Regions from separate parts of the Sus scrofa genome. Here region 2 is linked to region 1. Evidence: chromatin contacts called from public HiChIP or PLAC-seq data. All regions are on one chromosome and are shown on one strand. The core of a region is the stretch at or near the end of the contact, and the rest is flanking DNA. Distances in the headings are between cores, read along the strand shown.

What was found. HiChIP or PLAC-seq counts read pairs in DNA pulled down with a chosen protein or histone mark.
Region 2: an H3K27ac HiChIP or PLAC-seq map of skeletal muscle shows a contact between it and region 1. The contact joins the promoter of LOC106510645 here to the promoter of TXLNA in region 1. A contact is called at or near these places in 1 of 5 promoter capture datasets (liver), 4 of 47 Hi-C or Micro-C datasets (embryonic fibroblasts, heart right ventricle, liver and 1 more) and 2 of 2 datasets of contacts at active chromatin or transcription factors (alveolar macrophages and skeletal muscle).

Annotation. Positions count from the first base shown.
Region 1 is chr6:88,657,549-88,663,240 of Sscrofa11.1, forward strand. It overlaps TXLNA (alpha-taxilin), which reads left to right and starts at 2,503. Exons shown (of 11, transcript XM_003127774.6): 1 at 2,503-2,657; 2 at 3,194-3,403; 3 at 4,231-4,560. The coding sequence starts at 3,226.
Region 2 is chr6:88,710,087-88,715,778 of Sscrofa11.1, forward strand. LOC106510645 (myotubularin-related protein 9) reads right to left here and starts at 2,762. Exons shown (of 11, transcript XM_021095804.1): 1 at 2,574-2,762; 2 at 2,103-2,422; 3 at 1,814-1,922; 4 at 1,471-1,596; 5 at 1,182-1,355; 6 at 464-690. The coding sequence starts at 2,287. FAM167B (protein FAM167B) reads left to right here and starts at 5,624. Exons shown (of 3, transcript XM_005665176.3): 1 at 5,624-5,692.

The DNA of each region.
Region 1 (5,692 bases), core at 1,253-3,752:
TCCAGTGTTGCGACAGCTGTGGCTCAGATTTGATTCCTGGCCTGGGAGCTCCCTATGCTGCCGGGCAGCCAAAAAAAATTTTTTTTAAATAAAATATTCTCTGCCTTCTCTACCCCCAGACTGATGCTGGGCTTTAGGACTAGAGAATTTAGCCAAGAGTTATTGCAATTTTCAGGGACTTGTAAGCAATAATTTCAACACCTCATCGCTAGTGATGTAACAGAACTCTCTCCACACCTAGGGAGCTAGGATGAACTGCAGAGCACTGCAAAGGCTCTTTGAAGTGGGTGGGCCCCAAAAGGTTTTGTTTTACTCAGAAGGGCATTTTGGAAGGTGGTGCTGACTGGGAAAAAAAAAAAAAAAAAGCACAACCTAAACGTTGAGAGTTGTTTTATTTGGCAGACAAAACTGAGTACTTAAGTCCAGGATGCAGCTTCTGAGAGACTGTTCTGAAGACGTAAGGGAGAAGCCAGGATCTATAATAGTTTTTTTCAACAAACAGCAGGTAAATTACTGTTAATTAAAGAAAACCTGAGGAGTTCCCATTATGGCTCAGAGGAAATGAATCTGACTAGCATCCATGAGGATGCAGGTTCGATCCCTGGCCCCAGTCAGTGGGTTAAGGATCCGGTGTTGCCGTGAGCTGTGGTGTAGGTTACAGACATGGCTCAGACCTGGCACTGCTGTAGCTGTGGTGTAGGCCAGCCAGCTACAGCTCCAATTCAGCCTCTAGCCTGGGAACCTCCGTTTGCCGAGGGTGTGGCCCTAAAAGACAAAAAGAAAAAGAAAAGAAACGAAAACCTGATACTTCAAGTTAAGGAATTTAGCAGTTTTCTGTGTATGGGAAGATGCAAGAGTCTGGGCTTATTTCCTTTGATATGCAACTCAGCTAACTGGGGCCACTATCAGGTGCTTTTTCATCCTGAGTCTCCTCAGGGTGCTCTATGGGCTTGGGCGGGAGGGTGACTGCAGCACAGACTGCTAGATGGCAGGCAATTTGTTTCTACCCTGAGTTCCCCCAGGGCTCACCTTTGGGCAGCTGTAATGTGATGGCTTGATGGCTGCAACATCCTTTGTTTACTGATATGGCAGGTAACATTTTTTTCATCGACAATGGTATGGCACCTGCAAAAACCTGGGAAATCCTGGAAACAGTAAAAGTATAGCTGGAACAAAAAAGGCAGAGGGGGACGAAACATTGTAAATCAACTACGCTTTAATAATTTTTTTTAAAAGGCCAAGGGGATGAGGAGGATTGACAGGAAATAAAAGCAAAACCATTTAGGCATTAAATTTCAAGCACAGGAGTTCCTGTTGTGGCTCAGAGGTAAAGAATCCAACTAGCATCCATGAGGACACAGGTTCGATCCCTGGCCTCACTCAGTGGGTTAAGAATCTGGCATTGCCATGAGTTGCAGCGTAGGTCACAGATGTGGCTCGGGTCTGGCGTTGCTATGGCTGTGGTGCAGGCTGGCAGCCACTGCTCTGATTAGACCCCTAGCCTGGGAACTTCCATATGCCGCAGGTGCAGCCCTTAAAAAAAAAAAAAAAAAAAAAAAAAATCCAAGCACATAGGTTGCTGTGTTTTATTCTGTTGTCTACAGACAAATGGAAAAAGAATTGTGATTTCACATTTTGAGAAAAGCTTGGCTATTTTTCCCCTTTAGCACCAGTGCAACTGGGACTTGGTAGGAGTGGGCCAAAGAAAAGGCTCAGGAATCTGCTGAAACCAAACTTCCCCTTACAGGGCCTCAGCACCTTCCAAAGAGGGACTCAAGGTGGAAATGGGGATGGGAAATTAAGTATTTACTTTTCCAAGTTACCTTGACTCACCCTCAAGGAAAGCGCATCATGGTGATTATTTCTTCCTGAGTAAGAAGCAGGGTAGTCCAGTAGTTGAGATGGGTGCCAGACTTCCTGGCTTTGAAACTGCTCTAATCAGTCAATAGCTATGTGACCTTGGACAATCACCTAACAGGTGTAAATTGAGAGTAACAAATACTACAGTATTTATCTGGAGTAGTTACTGGGAAAGCTAGCATTCAAAGAACTACTGTTATTAAAATTTTCTATAGGAATACGGAAATCGAGGCTCTGGGAATGAAAAGAATGCCCGGTCACATAACAAATTAGTGATGAAATTAGGACTGGAAGGAATACAGATCTGATGTCCAGCACCGTATTTTATCCCTCGTCCTCAGAGTTCCTAGATAGTCACAGATATCCTCAGCAGGAGGGAAGGACGGGGTTGAGGTGTGCGGGGAAAAAGCAGCCAGGCGCAAGGCTCTGGGAGCTGAATCATAACTTCTGCGTGATGGAAAGGAGGTTGACGTGAGTACCAGTGCAGAATGACTGGCTGCTTTCGGACCTCCTGGGTCTGGGCTCCAAGAACGAAAGCCCTGTTGCAGCTTGGGAGTCGGGATCAGCCCGGTGCATGGAGGGACATGTAGTCCTTTCTGTCCCTCCACCCCCCCACTCCGCCTTCCCAACTCACCCGCCTCAGAGGCCGCCTTCGCTTCAACTTTCCCAGCAAGCCCCGCGAGAGCGCGGGCTATTGATTGGCCGCGGCGCGAGCAGGCGGCTCTGCCGGCAGCAGTTACCCAGGGTTTCCGGTGAGAGGCCAGAGCAGGAGAAGCCGTCGGGACGTCGGCGGTGGGGTGCGTATTGCGTCGGTTAGGGGTACAAGGCAAGCAGAGGGCCCGGGGCCCGACGCCTTCGGACGGTTCAGGGAATTACGCCGATTCCGCACGAGGACTCGGGCTGGAGTGCAGGGGCCGAGGCCTGTGCGCATGCGCGGGCGGAGCGCGCGGCTGGAGGGCGCGCGGGGCGTGGGTGGCTGCGCGCGCGCGCGGGGGGGTGGGCACACGTGGGGCCTGGGGGGCGGGGAGGAACCGGGAATCCAGCGTCCCGCCACGTCAGTCCCTGGGCCTGAGCCTGTCCGGCGCACGGGCTGTGGTGAGAGGGCTGGGTTGTGCCGGGGAAGTAGCTTCGGGGAAAAAGGAGGCCTCCTCTCCCCTGCTGTTGGGCACACCAGACTTCCCTGACCGACCAGAGATAGGGAGCCCCACTGGCTCCCATCCGAGGAAGGCCGGTCGGTTTAAGAAGCTTTGCGGGTCCGGTGTGGAGATATCAGATCCAGGCTGCGAAGAATTGTTTAAAGTCTGGAAAATAGCAAGTGTATTTGTTTCTATAGGTTCTGCTCATAACCTAACGTTGCAAACAACAATGAAGAACCAAGACAAAAAGAATGGGGCTGCCAAGCAATCTGGCCACACTTCCAACCCCAAAAACACCCCGGGGCAACCGGAAGCAGGACCAGAGGGAGGCCAGGGGCGGCCCAGCCAGTCTGCTCCCACGACAGAAGCTGAAGGTTCCACCAGCCAGGCTCCAGGGAAGGCTGAGGGTGTGTGCCAGCTCTGCTTTTCCAATGGGCAGGGGGAGGAGTTTATGGTGCGTCAGTCTAGCTTCTGGGGTTAGAAGCCAAGGCCACTGTTTATCCAGAAGGGAGGAAATGTAGAATGAGGGGAGGACACCACTGAGTCCTTGAGTGCCCACTCTGCGCTGGGGAGTTGATAGAGCCTCCCACCCTAAGCACAGGGACAGAACTCTCCTGAGAGAAGCTTCTGACAGGATTAAGTCAGGTTGGCAGTCAAATGAGGCACCCAACCAGCAAATCAAAAACACCACTTTCAGCAGTGGGTAACTGCTATTCCTATTTGAGGCATTTCTGGAACTTTTTTTTTTTTTTCTTTTTTTTCTGTTTCTTAGGGCCCCACCCTAGGCATATGGAGGTGCCCAGGCTCAAGTCGAATTGGAGCTACAGCTGCCAGCCTGCACCACAGTCACAGCAACACAGGATCCCTCACCTACTAAGTGAGGCCAAGGGTCGAACCTGAGTCTTCATGAATACTAGTCAGATTCGTTTCTGCTGCACCACAACGGGAACTCTTGGAACTTTTTTAATAGCAAGAAGTGACATTTGCAGGTGGACTAGACCTTGAGTTCCTGCTACATGATGCCACCTCTGTGTTGGGTGGTCTCCTTACTTGATTTCTCTTATAACAAGCATGGTTGGGCAGAGGTGAGAAATAGTTTTATCAGTAATAAAACTGAGGTTTAAAGAAGTTAGGTAACATTTAACCCAAACTAGTAAGTTTGGGCCTGAAAAAATCCCAGCCAGTGGCATAATGGTCTTATTTCTGACTCTGCCCCTCATCCCTCCTGCTGCAGGAGCACAAGCCAAAACTGGGGCCCTCCGTGATGTCTCAGAGGAGTTGAGCCGCCAATTGGAAGACATCCTCAGTACATACTGTATAGACAACAATCAGGGGGGCCCAGGCGAAGATGGGGCACAGGGTGAGCCTGGTGAACCTGAAGATGCAGAGAAGTCCCGGACCTATGCCTCAAGGAATGGGGAGCCTGAGCCAGAGACCCCAGTAGTCAATGGTGAGAAGGAGCCCTCCAAGGGGGAGCCGGGCGCAGACGAGATCCGGGCAAGTGACGAGGTCGTAGACCGAGACCACCGAAGGCCCCAGGAAAAGAAGAAAGCCAAAGGTCTAGGTGAGCAGAGGGCAGCTGCTTATGAGGCTGGTGAGGGGAGGGAGTTTGAATCTGACATTCCTGGGTTAGCCTGCTGTGCCAGGATTTGGAGGAAACACTACTTCCAGAGCAGCTACTTACTTTTTGTTTTTGTTTTTTCTAATGTTTTTTTCATTCAGCGGGTTTATTACATTTATACCTGTACAACCATCATCACAACCTGATTTGAGAACATTTTCAACCTACATAGTTTAATGAGAGCAGGGGCTGCAGGACCATAGCATAGAGACGTGCAGGTTCACTGCACAAGGGCTTCTAGCCTGGGAGCAAGCGGGAACCGAAGTCTAACCTGCTCTCTTTGAGAAGATGGAAAGAAGGAGGCCTGAGTGGTCAGTCCTCTTCAGCCAGCACCACTTCTAACTTGCTGTGTGACCTTGGGCGAGACCTTTCTCCTCTCTGGTCCTTGGTTTTCACTTCTCTACACAATAAGAGAATTGGATTAGATGAGGTTGAAAACTCAAATAAAGCCAAGCTAGCCAGAGGCACCCATGAGGACCAAGAGAATGCCTGCTTTATTCAAAGGCTTGACTGCCACCTGGCCCCAGGTGAGACGATAGCATGGAAAACTACAGGCTAACTGTAGCTGGCATTTGTTTTTTGTTTTCTGTTTGGTTTTTTTTTTTTTTTTTTTTTTGTCTTTTGTCTTTTTGTTGTTGTTGTTGCTGCTATTTCTTGGGCCGCTCCCACGGCATATGGAGATTCCCAGGCTAGGGGTCGAATCGGAGCTGTAGCCACCGGCCTACGCCAGAGCCACAGCAACGGGGGATCCGAGCCGCGTCTGCAACCTACACCACAGCTCACGGCAACGCCGGATCGTTAACCCACTGAGCAAGGGCAGGGACCGAACCCGCAACCTCATGGTTCCTAGTCGGATTCGTTAACCACTGCGCCACGACGGTAACTCCTGGCATTTGTTTTTTAAGCCAGAAATCTAGGGTTATTATGTGACATCTCTAGATTTTTTACAGTTGGCAACTAATACACTAGAAGCCAAACATAACCCATCTGTGGGTTGTATTTGGCCTGTGTGCTAGTGATTTTCAGTCTGTGCATTGATTTCAGAGCCTCCCAAGGTTGACACTTCAGGAGCCTA
Region 2 (5,692 bases), core at 1,512-4,011, 53 kb after region 1:
CATCTCAGCCTCTGTGCCGGGTCAATGTGGGTTGAATAAATGAATAAACAGAGTTTTGTATTCTGGATAAGGAAGCAGTCCACTCTCCTCAAAGCACAAAAACTGCCTCAGGATCTCCTCGTGGTGCTACCAGCACCTGGAGACAGAGGGAACAGATGACAGCTGTGTGGGCAGAGCCTTCAGGGCAGGGCTGGGACCAGTGCAGAGGGGTGTGTGTTTGTGTGGTGAGGTTGTTCCTGGAAAAACCAGGAAAGAGTTTTAAAGAGGTACTTTTTTCTAGGCACAGAGTTGCTGTGCCTACAGAGGCATGGGCTCCGTCAGTGGGATGCCCACTTGGCAGGATGGTTTCCAGGAGAGACCTAACAGTCAGACCTCAAGGTTTCTGGAATACACCCGTCCCCCAACCACAACCATGAAAAGTCCTGCAGGAGAGAGGTTAGGAGAGGGTGGGAAGGCTCCTTACCTCTCCAGGGGCCGGTGCAGCCGTTTCCAGCCCGGGTAGGCAGCCTTGGACTCCGTGCCGCCACCAGTCATGCGCGCCTGTTTGGCAGCCTGGGTCGAGCGAGTGTCCACGATGAAACCCTGGGCCCCAGGGCGAGCCCCCGCCAGCACAGCTCGCAGCAGCTCCTCATCCTCAGCACAACGCCGCTTCTGAGGCCCAGTCAGGGGCTGGCTGGAACGTAGCACCGCCTGCGAACAAGGAACAAGGACTCGGCTCCGGAAGCCTTACCCACCTAGCCCTGGTTCAGGGACTTTGTTCATAGGGTCCCTAGGCCAGGGCTACATACACACTGGAGCAGGGCTAGAGCCGGAAGGGGCGCAGAAGGCCCATGGGCGTCGGACCCAGGTCTGGGTGGCTTGTGGCCGGAGTGGGTAGGGACCTGATGGGTAGACCGTGGGTGGGTCATGGGTTGACAAAGGAGGGACGAGGCTCCAGGGGGCCCAAACCAGCCGAAGTCTGGGCGGGACATAGGCGAGGCTCCGAAAACCGGAGAGAGGGGCGGGGTCCGCGTCGGTGAAAGCAGGATTGAGCCGAGGGGGGCAGAGCCAGAATAGAGCCGGAGCCCCGCAACAGCCGCCAGGCAACAGCCGGGCAACGAACTGGCCAGACCAGTGCAGAGAAGACCCAAGGAGGGAGCAGAGGCTTCTAGCGGCGGGGTCTGGGGAGGGGCGGGGCTCACAGTTCCGCTGGGAGCGTGGTAGTAGCTGAGAACCGGGAAGCGGCCTCCCTGGCGGAAGCGGGCGCTGCGCGCCAGGGCATCGTTGTTCACCGCTCGAGGCACGATCACAGCGCGGGGGTAACTGGGGCACAAACTGAAGTCCTCGTTCGCCTCGCTCAGCCGCCAAGCGTTGGTCTGTGGCACAAGAAGGAGCAAAGATCAGGTCTAGGGCTCCCAGTGAGTGCCCCGTCCCTGCTCCCCTTCCAGGGCCGGCTCTTCCACATTCCCAGGCCCCCACGACCGCGCCCACCTCGCGAGCTACTCTCTTGTAGTAGCTTTCGGGCGGGTGGAAGTGCCAGGCATCGCCCAATCTCAAGCTCTTGGGACGGTAGAAGAATGGAAAGGAGGTGATGACTGATTCCAGGGAGGACAGCGCCTGGGAAGGAAGTCAAGGCATCTGGGAAAGGTTGGAATCCAGCCCTCCGCACCGCAGCTCTCGCCTCTCCATCTACTCCAGAACCCTCTGCATCTCTTTGCCATTAGCTTTGCTCCAGAATAACACTGGATGCTGGGTCCCCTTGAGCGATAACCCCCGCTGACCCCCTCGTTAAGGGATAGGTAGCTTAAGGGCCTCTGGTGCACCCTTGGCGGACCTCGATGGAGCGGGCGATGTCCAGCGTCGCCTCCACGCCCTCTATTTCTAGCTGCAACACTCGCAGGTCCTTACAGCGCAGCGTGATGGTGCCGGAGTCACCCTCGACCCTAGAGATGTACGGGTTTAGGCTTAATGTCCCCCGCCCCCGACCAGGGGAGGAGAAGGGAGTTTCGTAGGGTCGCACGTTATGCAGGGGCGCACCAGCTCCAACAGCGCTTGCCCTTCCCCCTCTCCCTGCGGAGCCGCGCGCTCCCCAACTACCCGGACGTCGCCGCCACGTCTCTCACCGCTTCTCGATGGAGTCGACACTACGCAACAGCAGCAGCCACAGATCTGGAGTCGCCTGGGCCCCTGGCGACAGCAGCAGGTGGTGGCCGGTGACGCAGAGCGTGCCGCGCAGCGGGGGCGTCTCCGAGCCCCGCAGGAGCTCGGCTTGGGCTTGGCCCGTACGTATCAGCTCCGAGAACTCCATTCCTCCAGCGGAGGGCCTGGGGCCCGACAGGAGGACAGACTCTAGGAGCGTCAGGCGGGTGAGCGCGGACTCCGAAAGGGACAGGAACTGGCTGGGCAGCTGGCGACGCCGGCAGGACAGCTGTTAAGGAGGCCCCTTGGAGGAAAAGATCACACAGCGTCACAGGACCCCCCCCCCCCATTGCCAACACTTCTTAGTGAGACCCTGGGGCTAGTAGAAACTGTTAAGGAAACCTCAATTTCATCATCTGTGAAATGGGGAGAATAACCTTGGTAAAGCCCTTTACCTCCTGCCTGAGTTGCCGGAGGACCTCATTTTTGTGTGTTGCTGTTGTTTTTAATTCTGGGGAGCTGGCACTCCCACTGATTTCAAAAAATAAAGGAAAAGACCGTCTTTCTCCTGTACCCTGGTGGAAGGGGTAGAAAGGGTAGATGTGAAACGGGGAACTGTCTGCATCCTCCCCTACGGCGGAGGCAGGGTGGGGGGAAAATCCCCTGGTCCACCTTAAACACAAGCAGCTGTGTCGCTGGCGCCCCTCCCCCACCACAGCTGGAAGTCCCTGCCTGAGGGCGCCCTCTATGGGGGCCACTTCTGGTACAGAAGCCCCATCCCGCGTCTCTCCATCCTTCCACCAAACATGAATGGACTCTGCACCGAGCTGGGCCTTACATTGGGTGTTGAGACGCAAGGATGGCCGAGGGAAGTTCCGTTCACAGAGTTTTCAGCCTGGGAAAAGACGCACTTAAGCTGGAAGACCCATCCATCCAAGTGTTCTTATATTTCTTTAACACTGATGCCTACACCGTGTTAAAGGCTGATTACCAAGAAGAAATGTCTCCCTGCCTTTAACGAGCCTTCTGGTCTACCAGGTTTCAGGCTTTTGTGTGTGTGCAAGACCCTTCTTTCAAATAATGAAGTCATCGGTGGACCCTCCCCCCCATCATATAAACATAAAGTTGGAACCACTCTGTGAAAGGAATCAGACATAAAAGAGTACGAATTGTAAAATTCCAGACCAGCTGAAATCAGCTGGGATGGGAATTCCTCAGAAATGCAAATTATCAGGCCCTACCTGACATACACTGAATCTGAAGCTCTGGGAATGGGGCCCAGCAATCTGCTTAAACAAGCTTTCCAGGCAATTCTGATCCATGCTGAAGTTGAGAACACTGGAAAGTATACAAAAAGGCAAAGCGAATCTATGCTGTCAGAAATTAGGGTAGTATCACTGAAACCAAGTCCCCCTAAAACTAAGTTCTCTCTCTCTCTCTTTTTTTTTTTTGCATTTCTTTTTTTTTTTTTTTAAGATTTTTATTTTTTCGGAGTTCCCGTTGTGGCTCAGTGGTTAACAACGACTAGGAACCATGAGGTTGTGGGTTCGATCCCTGGCCGCGCTCAGTGGGTTAAGGATCCAGTATTGCCATGAGCTGTGGTGTAGATCACAGACCCGGCTTGGATCTGGCGTTGCTGTGGCTGTGGCTACAGCTCCGATTAGACCCCTAGCCTGGGACCTCCATATGCCGCGGGTGCGGCCCTAAAAAAGACAAAAAAACAAACAAAATAAAATAAAAATTAAAAAAAAATAAAAGCAAGTTCTCTTACTGAGTTTATGATTCTCTCTATCCAAACTTTAATCCCCTTTTTGTCCCCTTTGACCATAATCTTGTGCTAACTGAATAATCAACCAGAGTGAGGTGACTAAAATTGCTGTTGTCAGTAACATCACTAATGTACTAAAATTGCTATTCTAGATATCGTCATTAACAGACAAACTCCAGTTGTTTCTCCAGGGCAAGATGAGGTAACAGCTCATCAGCCCGAAGCCATGGACTCCCTAGCCAGATAATCTTAAACCAGAGACATCCTGACGCCTGAAACTACAATTAAGAAACGTCACATGAGTTCCTGTCGTGGCGCAGTGGTTAACGAATCCGACTAGGAACCATGAGGTTGCGGGTTCGATCCCTGCCCTTGCTCAGTGGGTTAATGATCTGGCGTTGCCGTGAGCTGTGGTGCAGGTTGCAGAAGCGGCTCAGATCCCGAGTTGCTGTGGCTCTGGCATAGGCCAGTGGCTACAGCTCCAATTTGACCCCTAGCCTGGGAAACTCCATATGCCGCGGAGCAGCCCATTGTGGCTCAGCAATAACAAACCCAACTAGTACGAGGACACAGGTTCCATCCCTGGCCTTACTCGGTGGGTTCAGGATTTGGCATTGCTGCAAGCTCTGGTGTCGATCAAAGATGCAGCTCACATCTGGCATTGCTGTGGCTGTGGCGTAGGCCAGCAGCTGCAGCTCTGATTCGACCCCTAGCCTGGGAACTTCCATGTGCTGCAGGTGCGGCCCCAAAAAGACAAAAAAAAAAAAAAAAAAAAAAAAGAAAAGAAAAAAGGAAATGAAGAAATGTCACAGAAACAGAAACGTCACAAGATGATGATTAATCCCAGCCTCTTTGTTCTTCCCCTTAAAAAAAACAAAAACAAAAATCTAACCCTCAAAGACCAAGTTCGAGTGGATCTGGGGCTTTTTTCCTACTCCTTTGTTGCCCCCACCCCCGAAGTGAACCCTTACTTTGTTGCAAAGTCAGATCTTGGCTTTTTGCATTTGGGGCACATGAGCAAGCCCTATGTTTGGTTACATTGCCCTTAGAAGAGTTGCGATAGGGCAGGAGCACAAAGGAGACTTCCTGGATGCTGGTAATATTCCTTCGCTCCATCTGGGTACTGCTTATATAAGTGTAATCAGTTTGGAAGAACTCATCAAGCCACATACTTCTGACATGGAAGTTTCTCTCTGTGTGTGTTACATTGCAACACAAAGTTTTAAAAAGGGAACTTCTCTGGTTGAAGCCCTGGGAGGGGCAGGGAGAAGAAGGTCCAGGAGCCCAATGCTGCATTTAGCCCCACACATCATCCTTGAGGAATTTCCAAGGGAACATGAAGTTCTTTAGAATAGAGCTTGAAATAATTGGTCTGTCTCAATAGAGGGTCAGTGACTTGTCCAAGGTCCCACAGAACCTATACCAGAACCAGATCTCTGACTCTCGAGCCAGGGATCTAGACACGATTCCCTTGCTGAAGGGCCAGTGACATGAGTGGACACAGGGCACAGCTTATCAGTCTCCTATCCCCTCCCCATTCCCTTAACCTTGGTCTTGGGAAGAGGTCCAAGACTGGTGTGGATGATGCTTTTCTTATCCTGGAGCAACTTCCTTTCTGGGAACTGGGTGTCTCCTTCTGGACAAAGACAATAAATTTTATCCAAGGGGCCAGAGGAGCAGGGCTCCCTCAGCCCCCACCCGGATGGGCATCACGTGGCTTCTGGGTTAGCAGTCCAGGAAAATCCCAGCCCTTTCACACGCACTTCCCACACCCATCTCCTTACGCACTCTGATATATTCAAGCCT